Regions from separate parts of the Mus musculus genome. Here all the other regions are linked to region 2. The links are chromatin contacts, called in public Hi-C and HiCAR-type maps. All regions are on one chromosome and are shown on one strand. Each heading gives the region's core, a stretch centred on a gene start, on an enhancer-like site or on the middle of the called end of the contact. The rest is flanking DNA. Distances are from core to core; before and after follow the strand shown. Region 1 holds the start of Galnt4 (polypeptide N-acetylgalactosaminyltransferase 4). Region 2 holds the start of Btg1 (BTG anti-proliferation factor 1). Region 3 holds the start of Dusp6 (dual specificity phosphatase 6).

The links. A called contact is a pair of places that touch in the nucleus more often than the background predicts. HiCAR-type assays count read pairs that join an accessible place to other places.
Region 1: a HiCAR-type map of astrocytes shows a contact between it and region 2, with 5 times the contacts expected there. The contact joins the promoter of Galnt4 here to the promoter of Btg1 in region 2. A contact is called at or near these places in 4 of 39 promoter capture datasets (the C10 cell line, embryonic stem cells, liver and 1 more), 2 of 484 Hi-C or Micro-C datasets (B cells and uterus) and 2 of 115 datasets of contacts at active chromatin or transcription factors (astrocytes and large pre-B cells).
Region 3: a Hi-C map of pro-B cells shows a contact between it and region 2, with 5 times the contacts expected there. The contact joins the promoter of Dusp6 here to the promoter of Btg1 in region 2. A contact is called at or near these places in 2 of 39 promoter capture datasets (embryonic stem cells and liver), 2 of 484 Hi-C or Micro-C datasets (embryonic stem cells and pro-B cells), 6 of 115 datasets of contacts at active chromatin or transcription factors (astrocytes, embryonic stem cells, extraembryonic endoderm stem cells and 3 more) and 2 of 9 other capture datasets (adipose tissue and liver).

What each region holds. Positions count from the first base shown.
Region 1 is chr10:99,106,588-99,110,477 of GRCm38.p6, forward strand. Galnt4 (polypeptide N-acetylgalactosaminyltransferase 4) reads left to right here and starts at 1,548. Exons shown (of 1, transcript NM_015737.4): 1 at 1,548-3,890. The coding sequence starts at 1,828. The coding sequence ends at 3,564. It overlaps Poc1b (POC1 centriolar protein B), which reads left to right and starts at 495. Exons shown (of 12, transcript NM_027740.7): 1 at 495-636; 2 at 1,205-1,289. The coding sequence starts at 622.
Region 2 is chr10:96,615,194-96,619,161 of GRCm38.p6, forward strand. Btg1 (BTG anti-proliferation factor 1) reads left to right here and starts at 1,808. Exons shown (of 2, transcript NM_007569.2): 1 at 1,808-2,279; 2 at 3,083-3,968. The coding sequence starts at 2,132. The coding sequence ends at 3,450.
Region 3 is chr10:99,261,712-99,265,571 of GRCm38.p6, forward strand. It overlaps Dusp6 (dual specificity phosphatase 6), which reads left to right and starts at 1,520. Exons shown (of 3, transcript NM_026268.3): 1 at 1,520-2,380; 2 at 2,833-3,270. The coding sequence starts at 1,981.

The DNA.
Region 1 (3,890 bases), core at 298-2,797, 2.5 Mb after region 2:
AGAATAAATCAAATAGATAATAGAATACTATTGAATAAAGAAAAACAGGGTGAACATGTGAATAAAATATTACCCATCATGTGCTGCCAGCATTTGTATCTATAGTACGTGCAAAACCAGTAATTGAACACAAGGAACTTAGTCCCGCTCAACGTCCTGTTACTGTCTAGCTTGTGCACCCAAGCTCCCCTCTCCGGAGTAGCCGAGTTGGGCGCCGTTCTCTTTAAGGTGTAATAGAATCCTGATTGCATCGATCACCGACTCTCCTCCGCTTCGCCACCACCGATCACATCTCTCTCTCTCTCCAAGTCCCAACCCGCTTCCCGACAACAACCCGGTAGTCCGCTACCTCCGAAGCTCGCGGGGCTCGCTGTGTGCGCGCGCGGCGGACCCCCCGCGGCGCGCTCCCGCCAGGCTCTCGGCTGTCGGCAGCGCGCGCGCGCGCGGCGTCTCGGGGCTCGTCTGGCCACGCCTGGAGCGCGGGCTTTGATTGGGCCGCCGTTGTTGTAGTGACCGGGAAGCGCCCGCACTCCAGTCTGACGGTTCCGGGCGCCGCACGGTCCCCCCTCGTCCCCACCCCTCCCTGGTCCCCCAAGGCCCCGGGCGCCGTCCGCTCCCCGCATGGCCTCCGGCCTGGTAAGGTCCCCGCCGCTACCGGAGCCGATCATCCTTGGGCGGCGGGACCGGGAGGAGGGGAACCACGCCGAGTCTGGCAGGCCTGGGAGGTAGCCCCGAGACCCGGAGCTCCGCAGCTCGCTCACCTCCCCGGAGCGGGACGCCGTGCCCGGGTTGAGCGGTGAGCGCTGCTCCCGGAGAGATCCCGGCGCTCGGGGCTGAGGCGGAGCTGGCTCCGGGACTCGCCGGCTGGGTTCCCGCGGCGCGCCTGCGTCAGAATCACCAGGGAGGTTTAAAGAGCGCGGGAGGCTTCGGCGAGCATCTGCAGCTCGGTGCGGTGGGCGGGTCCCTCGGCGGCTCGCCCTGGTGCCTGGGCTGGGGGTTCCTCCCGATGGTGGGGACCCCTCCGGATGGAAGCTGGGGCAGTGCCCGAGCCTCTCAGCCGGGTTGTAATGCCCACGCCTCTCTCGCTGCCCGCTGATGCTGCGGGGTCCTCCTCTTCGATCCCGGGGGACAGGCAACGTTGACGTCTGATGTCGAGAGCTGGAATTCTGCACCTGCTTTCAAACCTAACAACTTTCCATCCTAGGAGGATCCGATTCTGGAACGTTCTTTTAAAGGTCACAAAGCTGCCATCACCTCCGCTGACTTCAGCCCCAACTGCAAACAAATTGGTAAGTTGTTTTTGTTTTTGTTTTTCCTTTCTTTCTTCTTTCCTTTTCTGACAGTAACCAAAGCTCACTTGGCAGAAAGCCTTTCTTCCATCCCTGCCTGAGTGAGCCAGGCGCGATGGGATGTACCCGGCCACTCTGGGTCCCTGGGTCTTTGCTGGGTAAGGACTCGACTGGTCCCGGCCTGACAGACAACTTTCGTGAACTAACCACCAGGAGGAGTGAGTGGGAAGGGGAGGGGTTTGTGATCGGCCCGAGGAGGGTGGAGTATTGGCTGGAGAGTTTGTGAAAAGTTCTGAGACGAGCAGGAGGAAGTGGGGACCGACCAGTTGAGCACCACCAGAGGCCGGGGAGCGAGGGGGTCTCAAGTGACCCCTGGGAAACTCCGGTGTCGGAAAGGAGCCGAGCGCCTACATGAAAGGAGGAACCTTCTCGGAAGTTCGCCCCTACCTGAGCCGGGAACTCCAGCTTCAGGATCCGCGGCGCTTTCCCCGCGTGCTGGCTCGGTGGCCGCGTCTACACACGACCCGTGAGGATCCGGATGGCCGTGAGGTGGACCTGGGCAGGCAAGAGCTGCCTGCTGCTGGCCCTTTTAACACTGGCTTATATTCTGGTGGAGTTCTCAGTCTCCACTTTGTATGCCTCTCCAGGAGCCGGCGGTGCCAGGGAGCTGGGGCCAAGGCGGCTCCCGGACCTTGATACAAGGGAAGAGGATTTGTCTCAGCCTCTTTATATAAAGCCCCCTGCAGATTCCCATGCTCTTGGGGAATGGGGGAGAGCAAGCAAACTCCAGCTCAACGAGGGGGAACTGAAGCAGCAAGAAGAACTTATTGAGAGATATGCCATCAACATTTACCTCAGTGACAGGATCTCCCTGCACCGCCACATAGAGGATAAAAGAATGTATGAGTGTAAAGCCAAGAAGTTCCACTACAGGTCGCTCCCCACCACCTCCGTTATCATCGCCTTCTATAACGAAGCCTGGTCCACTCTGCTTCGGACCATTCACAGTGTTTTAGAAACTTCTCCAGCTGTGCTTTTAAAGGAGATCATCTTGGTGGATGACTTGAGTGATAGAATTTATTTGAAGGCGCAACTTGAAACTTACATCAGCAACCTGGAGAGAGTTCGCTTGATTAGAACCAATAAGAGAGAGGGGCTGGTCCGGGCCCGTCTAATTGGGGCCACTTTTGCCACCGGGGATGTCCTCACTTTCCTGGATTGTCACTGTGAGTGTAACACTGGTTGGTTGGAACCACTTTTGGAGAGGATCAGTAGAGACGAAACCGCAATCGTATGTCCTGTCATCGACACTATTGACTGGAACACTTTCGAATTCTACATGCAGACCGGGGAGCCCATGATTGGTGGGTTTGACTGGCGTTTGACCTTCCAGTGGCATTCTGTCCCCAAACATGAAAGGGACAGGCGAACGTCAAGAATTGACCCCATCAGGTCCCCCACCATGGCAGGAGGACTGTTTGCTGTCAGCAAGAAGTATTTTCAGTACCTGGGCACCTATGACACTGGCATGGAAGTCTGGGGAGGCGAAAACCTTGAGTTGTCTTTCAGGGTTTGGCAGTGTGGCGGCAAGCTGGAGATCCACCCATGCTCGCACGTGGGCCACGTGTTTCCCAAGCGCGCGCCCTATGCTCGCCCCAACTTCCTACAGAATACCGCGCGGGCGGCCGAAGTGTGGATGGATGAATACAAAGAGCATTTCTATAACCGAAACCCCCCAGCTCGGAAAGAGGCCTATGGCGATCTTTCTGAAAGGAAGTTACTAAGGGAACGGCTGAAATGTAAGAGCTTCGACTGGTATCTGAAAAATGTGTTCTCTAACTTACACGTCCCCGAGGATAGACCTGGCTGGCACGGAGCCATCCGCAGCATGGGCATCTCTTCCGAGTGCTTAGATTATAACGCTCCCGACAACAACCCTACGGGGGCTAATCTTTCGTTGTTTGGATGCCACGGTCAAGGAGGCAATCAGTTCTTTGAATATACTTCAAACAAAGAAATCAGATTCAATTCCGTGACTGAATTATGTGCAGAGGTCCCCCAACAAAAGGATTATGTAGGGATGCAAAACTGCCCCAAAGACGGGCTCCCAGTTCCAGTGAACATCATTTGGCATTTTAAAGAAGACGGAACGATTTTTCACCCTCACACAAGACTGTGTCTTAGTGCTTACCGGACAGCCGAGGGCCGACCTAGTGTCCATATGAAAACGTGTGATGCCCTTGATAAAAACCAGCTCTGGAGGTTTGAGAAATAGGCTAGCAGCAGAGCGCCTTCTCTTCGGGAGCTGACAGTAGCCTCCGGAAAGTCACCGTGCCCCAAGATGACTGTATTTTACCAGAAGTCACCTGGCAGCTGTCTGTAAGAACACTGGAAAGCCGTGGTTCATCTGGGGATATCACTCTGAAGCTGGGTACACAGAGCACCGCTGCTCAATATCTCAAAGTGCCTTCTTTGCTCTCGGGTTGTTTTATTTAAAAGCTTTGTCAATATGGTCTCCTGCAACTCCTTAAAGAAAGCTGCTGTGAACTGAGATACACAAAACACTGAAGTATGGGTGTAGCTTAGCAGTAGAATGCTTAG
Region 2 (3,968 bases), core at 558-3,057:
TGCATCTTTCGCTGGCCTTGAACTCACAGAGATCTGTCTGCATCTCCTCTGGAGTTCTGGGAGTATGTGTTAATTATGCCCGGTCCTTGAGCTAATCTTAAAGTTTTCAGATGAGGGCCTGATGATGTCTGGGAAGGCAGTGAAGTTTGTGGAGAGAATCAGGAATTGGGAGATGTCCCGGTTCAAACTTCAGTATTTTGTTAGCTTTGTTCGTTATTTTTGCTTTGTAGAGGAGTCTGTTTATACTCTGAGTCACTGGGATGGGATTCACAGTCACAGGCAAAGGAGACAGTTTTATTCTCTTCCTAATCCAGACTGGAAAGGACAGAACGCGTGGGGAGGCGGGTGGGAGAGAGAGATGCAGACCTCTTGATAGCCTATGGTTCAAGGACTCACTTTTGGTTCTTTATCTTCCGGGATGGTAAGATGAGCCTCCAGTCAAAACCCTGCGTCTGTTTTCAGAAAGTCCTATCTGACAATTCACACACACACACACACACACACGCACACGCACACGCACACGCACACGCACACACACACATGCACAAAGATGTTATTTTTTGATTCAGTTTATTATAAAAAAAAACTTGATACTTTCTGAAGTGCTTTCTAACATTATCTTTAGATAATATGTGGGTACTTAAGTATTGTATATTAATGATAAATGATGTATAGGTCACCTTTTCAAATTAATTTCAGAACCAATTATCCTCTTGTTTCTCCTCTAGCTCCATACACACACACACACACACACACACACACACACACACACACACATATATATATTTTAAAGTGGTGTGTATTGCATCTGATGACCAACTAAACTCTAAATATTTATTTCCATCTGGTAGAGTTCAACTTCTGCCTCTTGTTTGCTTTCTTCTTCCTGCCTGGACTTCATTGTTTTCTCTCCCTTCTCCTACTTTAAGAGAGTTGGGTTAACCCTATTTTGGGTCTAATAGTTTTAGCAGGCTCATGCTTTCCTTTTTTTCTAGGCTGTTTACAACCGTCTTTGCCAGTAAATATGGGTGTCTATGCTTAACACTCTCGACAAGCTTAAAGTTTTATCTTATGTGTCAACAGCAGCACAACTCTAAAGTTCTGACATCACTTGAACTAGAAAAACGAATTTGTTGTGCCTTTCTAAAATACATATGCAGATTTTTATGAGTTTCAAGGCTCATCTTCTCCCCCCCCCCAGCCCCCCGGGGTTCTGCAAACCCTAGGGGCAATGGCTTGGATTAAGCCGCAGGATAGCTCCAGGGAGCGAGTCCTTCCTTCCATTCCCTAGCGGAGCCTTAGTCTCCGCCACCGCACGCTCCTCCCGCCAGGGCTGCCAGCCAAGCCGGCTGGAACTGGGCTCAGATGTAAACATGGGGTACGCAAAGGACTGGGGCTGCGGAGACCGAACCTCAGTCCTGAGGTTCCAGCCACACCGCAGTAAGTGAGGAACCCGGAGCCCGCTCGGGGACTGGAGGGTCCCCGCTGGCCCGAACCGGGGGCGGAGCTAGCTCGGGGGCGGAGCTTTCACACGCGCCTCCTTGGCTTCTTTCTCCGCCCTCCACCGCTCCGGAGTCTCAGGCTGCCACTCGGGGGGTTTATTTGTTTACAAGCAGATTACGTCAGCTCCTCCCTCTCATCCCGGCCTCTGGGCACGCCCCCTGGCGGCCTTTCTCCCGCCCCCTCCAGCCCCGAATCTGCCTGCGTCACAATGGTGCGATCTCCGGATTGGCTGGCGTCCGCCCTCACGCCCCGGGTACGCCACTTCCTTTCCGCAGCCCTATAAAATGAGCTGCACGGCGGCGGCAGCTCTTCGCCCCTCGGAGCTGGAAATGCAACTCTCGGGATCCTCGGAGGCTACCGAGCTGGAGGCGGAGGCGGCTGGGGAGGTCCGAGCGATGTGACCAGGCCGCCATCGCTCGTCTCTCTCTGTCTCTCCTGCCGCCTCCTGGCTTGAAAATAACTTTTTTACTCTAAAGGAAAGAAAAAAAATCCCCTAGAACCAGTAGCCGTCCGCGCCTCGCGCCCTCGCTTCCTCTCGGCCGTCGGGTCTGGGCGAGAGCCCGGGGTGGCCGCTTCGCCGTCGGGGCCGAGCCCCGGCCGCCCCGGGCCACCCCCGGCCGCCGCCCCCATGCATCCCTTCTACACCCGGGCCGCCACCATGATAGGCGAGATCGCCGCCGCGGTGTCCTTCATCTCCAAGTTCCTCCGCACCAAGGGGCTCACGAGCGAGCGACAGCTGCAGACTTTCAGCCAGAGCCTGCAGGAGCTGCTGGCAGGTGAGCGGGGCGCGGGGACCGTCGCGGGTCGCCACTAACGGGCGCGTCCCGGTCGTGGCTGGGGGAGGGGGGGGGAGCTGGGCGGCGGGGCGCCGCGACACGCACAACAAAGGATCCGAAGCGGGGCGACGCGGAGCTGCGCCCCGACGGCTACCGGCCGGTCGCGGGGGACAAAAGACCCAGGGCCCGGAGTCCCGTCGGTCTCCTCTGCCGGGTCGCCGCGACCGTTGCGAGAGTCTGCGGCTGAGCCCCTGGGTGGCTTGTCGCCTCTGTGTTTCGGAGCCGGCCCGGGACGGACGTGCCAGGTCTCCGCACCTCCTGTGCCTCTTGCCCATTAATCATCGGATTTGTCACCGGTACAATTACAACCCAACCCAGATCTTGGTTTAAGGTTTCTTGGGTTTTCTTCCCTTTGGGGTTAACTGGCCATAGTGGCGTTGTCTTGCCCCCACCCCCCACCAGTTCCATAAAGTCTATTGTATGGGACCCCGTTGGGGTGGAGAAAGTAAACAGGTTCCCGCCCGCTTGCCTGTGCCATCCAGCTAGTTGGCCATCCAGGGCTGCGCGCGGGATTCCTGTTTTGGCGGCTCAACCGGTCAGTACCCGGACAGTGTTTGCCACAGTGTCTTTGCTTTCTCTATTCTGTCTCACGACAGCGAATTCGGTCCCGGACATTTGTGAAAGTTGGTGGTTTTCATTTTCGCTTCGCTAAGAAGCTAGCAGCAGGAGGAGGAAAGTACGCTACGGTACGGCTGCGTTGACTACCGTCCTGAGCATTGTTTCTCTGTTCTTTTCTTCCACAGAACATTACAAACATCACTGGTTCCCAGAAAAGCCGTGCAAGGGATCAGGTTACCGTTGTATTCGCATCAACCATAAGATGGATCCTCTGATTGGACAGGCAGCCCAGCGGATTGGACTGAGCAGTCAGGAGTTGTTCAGGCTTCTCCCAAGTGAACTCACACTCTGGGTTGACCCCTACGAAGTGTCCTACCGGATTGGAGAGGATGGCTCCATCTGCGTGCTGTACGAAGCCTCACCAGCAGGAGGTAGCACTCAAAACAGCACCAACGTGCAAATGGTAGACAGCAGAATCAGCTGTAAGGAGGAACTTCTCTTGGGCAGAACAAGCCCTTCCAAAAACTACAATATGATGACTGTATCAGGTTAAGATATAGTCTATTGGATGGATCATCTTATAATGGATGGATGAATTTGATTTTTTTTGCTTTGGGTGGGCTCCTCTTGGGGATGGATTATGGAATTTAAACCATGTCACAGCTGTGAAGATCTGGCACAAGATAGAGTGGTAATAATTTTTTTATTTCTTTCTTTTTTTTTTTTTTTAATTTAGTGACAGTGCCATAGTTTGGACAGTACCTTTCAGTGATTTAAATAGCCTGTGAGTCCAAGGAAAGGATCACTTTATTTGCTAGGGAGTGAAGTCGAAGGGTGGTTTCAGTTTCTCCCAGACCTTATACCCAATTTGTCACAGCAGTCCCTTTAAGGAAATTCTGTCTTTCAAAGAACCCTCTTTCGCAGTCAACCTTGCAGGGGAATTTGCACTATTACACTTGAAAGTTCTCAGTAACTTTTTTGGCAGCTCAATAGGAAAGCTCAATGTTTTAAGCATGGTAGTACTGGAAAAATTTTTACACGGAGACTTTTACCTAGCACTTAAAATGTATA
Region 3 (3,860 bases), core at 270-2,769, 2.6 Mb after region 2:
GGTGGTTTTCCGTCCGGGAGGGGCGGCCTCTGCACTTTTATATAACAATAGAACCGAGCGCGCCGGGGATGCGCTCTTGTCGCCGTCGCGGCCCCCGCCGGCCACGCCTCCATCCGGCTCCGGTGCCGCCTCCGTCCTGAGTTGCCTGCGGGTGGTGCCCATGAGACTTCCCAACCCTAACTCTGGAACCATGGGGTCCAGACAGGGACACCTCTGGCTCCTTTTCCGCTCCAGGTCTCTCACTAGGCGACGGTTCCGCGACGGCCTTACAAGCGATCACGGGGTCGTCGCGTGTCCTGCCCCCCCCCCCCCATCCCCCAGAGCAGCAATGCTGCGGCCAAAGCGCAGCGCGCAAGCGCGTTTGGAGCTGCTAGCGTGCTCCTTGCGGGGCCCGGGGACCGCTGCAGCCTAGAAAGGATAGGGGACCGGCCTCTGTCCACAACCGCCACTGTTTACGCTTGAGTTCCCGCAGGCTTGCAGGTCTCCGGGGTGCAGGAAACGTTGGTGAGGCCTGTCGTCCCAGGCACCTAACCTAGGCTGCCTTGCCAGACCGGTTCCTCTTAGAAACCAAACTCTGCTCTTGGCTCCAGATCGTTAAAGGAGCTCGACTCCCCAGGCTCGATGGGTGACCGGTGATGGTGGTGGGGAGCAAGATCTCCGGAACAATGGCTCAGAATGCCCCCACTTCACCGGAGCAGAAGAAAAGTGCAGGGATAGCTGACAAGGTTTTGGGTGCTTACACCACCCGCCCCCCCCCCTCCGCTGCCGCCAAGAAAGTTGAGAAAGCCCGGGGTTGGGGCGCTTCTGGTTTTCTGGACAACCAAACGCTTGTTTGCTTAGTTGCTTTAAAATGTTTCAACAAAACACTAGTTTGTTTCTAGAGATGTTGGATTAGCATTTAACACTTCGTTGGGTCGCTAAAGCCCAGGCAGTCCACCAGTCCCAACACAGCCTCGCCTAAAAGGACATTAGAACAAACAGAACTAGACTTTTAAAAGAGCCAAACAAATGCCACACACGATCTAAAGGAGGACCGGGTTGGGGGTGGGGGAGCAGGGGCGGCGCTATGGCGGGCTTGGATCTAGCGTTAAAGAGAATTAAAAAGGGGGAAAACCCCTCAAGTTTTATTAAGGCTAACTTAAGATTGTAAGCGTCGCGAATAAGGGCTTTTGTGCTTGCTAATTGCACTACTGGTGCGCAAGAGTTAGACGCGAAGTGTGAACTCTAAACAGAAGGAAACACGAGACAACTTTAGTGCCCTGGTTTATGTGCCCTGCTCCTCCTCCACCGCCGCCTCCTCTTCTTTCTCCTTCCTCCCGCCGAGCCCGCAGTTGCAGCTTGTTTGCACTGGGGCTTATCCGGAGCGGAAATTCCTTTCCGTTTTTGTGAATGACAAACTCATTAACAATTCATCAACACAACCTGTTCCAGCCGGCCCGTCCCCACGGCAACAGCCCCTTCCGCAGCGCGCTCATTGGCTGACCGAGAGAATGTATCCATTGAGACGCTGGCTGTTTGTATCCATTGAGGAGCTGCCTCGCACAGGGGGTGTGCTCTCGCGGAGTCCTAGGGACTGTGAGCAAACCCAGTCTTGAATAATCCGGCGAGAAACACCGGGTTGGATCCGAGGTGCAGCCTCAGAGGGAAGGATTAAGAGCCGCTAGACTTTTTTTCTTTTCCCTTTTTCTCCTCTCAGTGGCACGGAGTCCGAATTAATTGGATTTCATTCACTGGGTAGGAACAAAACTGGGCACCTTCATTCAGAGAGAGAGATTCATTGACTCGGAGAGTGATCTGGTGCAGAGGGACCACCGACTTGACTTCTGTGTCGCTTTCCCTAACCGCTAGCCTCGGCTTGGGAAAGGCGAGGCGGAATCAAACCCCGCTCCGAGAGCGGGAGCTTCGCGCAGCGTGCTCGGCCTATGCCTGCCTCGAGGGGCGTCTGCTAGGCACCCCGCCTTCTCCTGCAGCTCGACCCCCATGATAGATACGCTCAGACCCGTGCCCTTCGCGTCGGAAATGGCGATCTGCAAGACGGTGTCGTGGCTCAACGAGCAGCTGGAGCTGGGCAACGAACGGCTTCTGCTGATGGACTGCCGACCACAGGAGCTGTACGAGTCGTCACACATCGAATCTGCCATTAATGTGGCCATCCCCGGCATCATGCTGCGGCGTCTGCAGAAGGGCAACCTGCCCGTGCGTGCGCTCTTCACGCGCTGCGAGGACCGGGACCGCTTTACCAGGCGCTGCGGCACCGACACCGTGGTGCTGTACGACGAGAATAGCAGCGACTGGAATGAGAACACTGGTGGAGAGTCGGTCCTCGGGCTGCTGCTCAAGAAACTCAAAGACGAGGGCTGCCGGGCGTTCTACCTGGAAGGTATGTTGTGCGCCCCGGGTGCAGGGCTCCGGGCTGGGACTGCAGGCTGGGGAAAATGTTAGCGAGGTAGCGATCGCCGCTTGCATTGCGCTTAGGGGAGCTAGCTGGGCCACCGTGGTAGCTTCTCCTTCAAGGGTTAATCAGGCACCTTTCTTTGGGTAGGTGTAGGATTAAGGTTCACAAGAGCTGGAAACGTAGTTCAGGGTGCAGCTTGGCACCTCGCAGCTCCTCGAAATATTAAGAAAAGTAATCTTGTGCATTTCCAGATTCAGGAGAATAAGTGTTCCCAGGGTAAGCAGCGGGTAGTGTTCCTAAAGGTGCGCATTGAAGCGTGCTTCTACCACTGCCGGGGGTTCCTAGGGTGCCTGTCCATAGTGTTCTTTGTGCTTCTCACTAGCTGTAAATTACTACAGCTTCTCCGGTTACAAGATTGCTTTTCTTGTTTCTGGCAGGTGGCTTCAGTAAGTTCCAGGCCGAGTTCGCCCTGCACTGCGAGACCAATCTAGACGGCTCGTGCAGCAGCAGTTCCCCGCCTTTGCCAGTGCTGGGGCTCGGGGGCCTGCGGATCAGCTCGGACTCTTCCTCGGACATTGAGTCTGACCTTGACCGAGACCCCAATAGTGCAACGGACTCTGATGGCAGCCCGCTGTCCAACAGCCAGCCTTCCTTCCCGGTGGAGATTTTGCCCTTCCTTTACCTGGGCTGTGCCAAGGACTCGACCAACTTGGACGTGTTGGAAGAGTTTGGCATCAAGTACATCTTGAATGTCACCCCCAATTTGCCCAATCTGTTTGAGAATGCGGGCGAGTTCAAATACAAGCAAATTCCTATCTCGGATCACTGGAGCCAAAACCTGTCCCAGTTTTTCCCTGAGGCCATTTCTTTCATAGGTGAGACTAATTTACAGTCATTCATAGAGTTGAAGATCTTAATCTGTTTTCCTGCAGGCTGTTTTGCTGGACTGCAGGTCTTCTACTGTCTTTAAGAGTGTTAATTCTTGTTTACCTTCTTGCTTAAAGGGAAAACAGGGCCCGTTGACGTAGCAGATCGGGGGACTATTTGAGCCATTTAATTCATACTTTTAAAAGGAGGCTGTTCCAATCAGCCATGTTTTCCTTATCTCTAGACGACAGGATGTGAGAGGAGAGTGAGTTAAAAGCACTCACTTGCAGACAAGAATTCTAGTATTGCATTATAATTAAAAAAATATATCTAGGAGTTATTTTAGGACACCCAAGTTAGTTGTTGGAAAGCAGTTTGAATACTAGCTGTTACCTAGCTGAGTGATACTGCAGGGTACTGGTTACTGTGAGCCTCTGGGTAACCTGATCCCCCGCAGGAAGGACTGTGGGCTGAGAGCCTAAGAGAAGCGAAGCTCCAGGCATTGTAGTGCATTTCCTATTACAAAGGAACTCATTTTCAGGCCATGTAGACATCCTGTTCCTTCTAATGGGCTGTCCCCTGTGACTTCCCTCTCTCT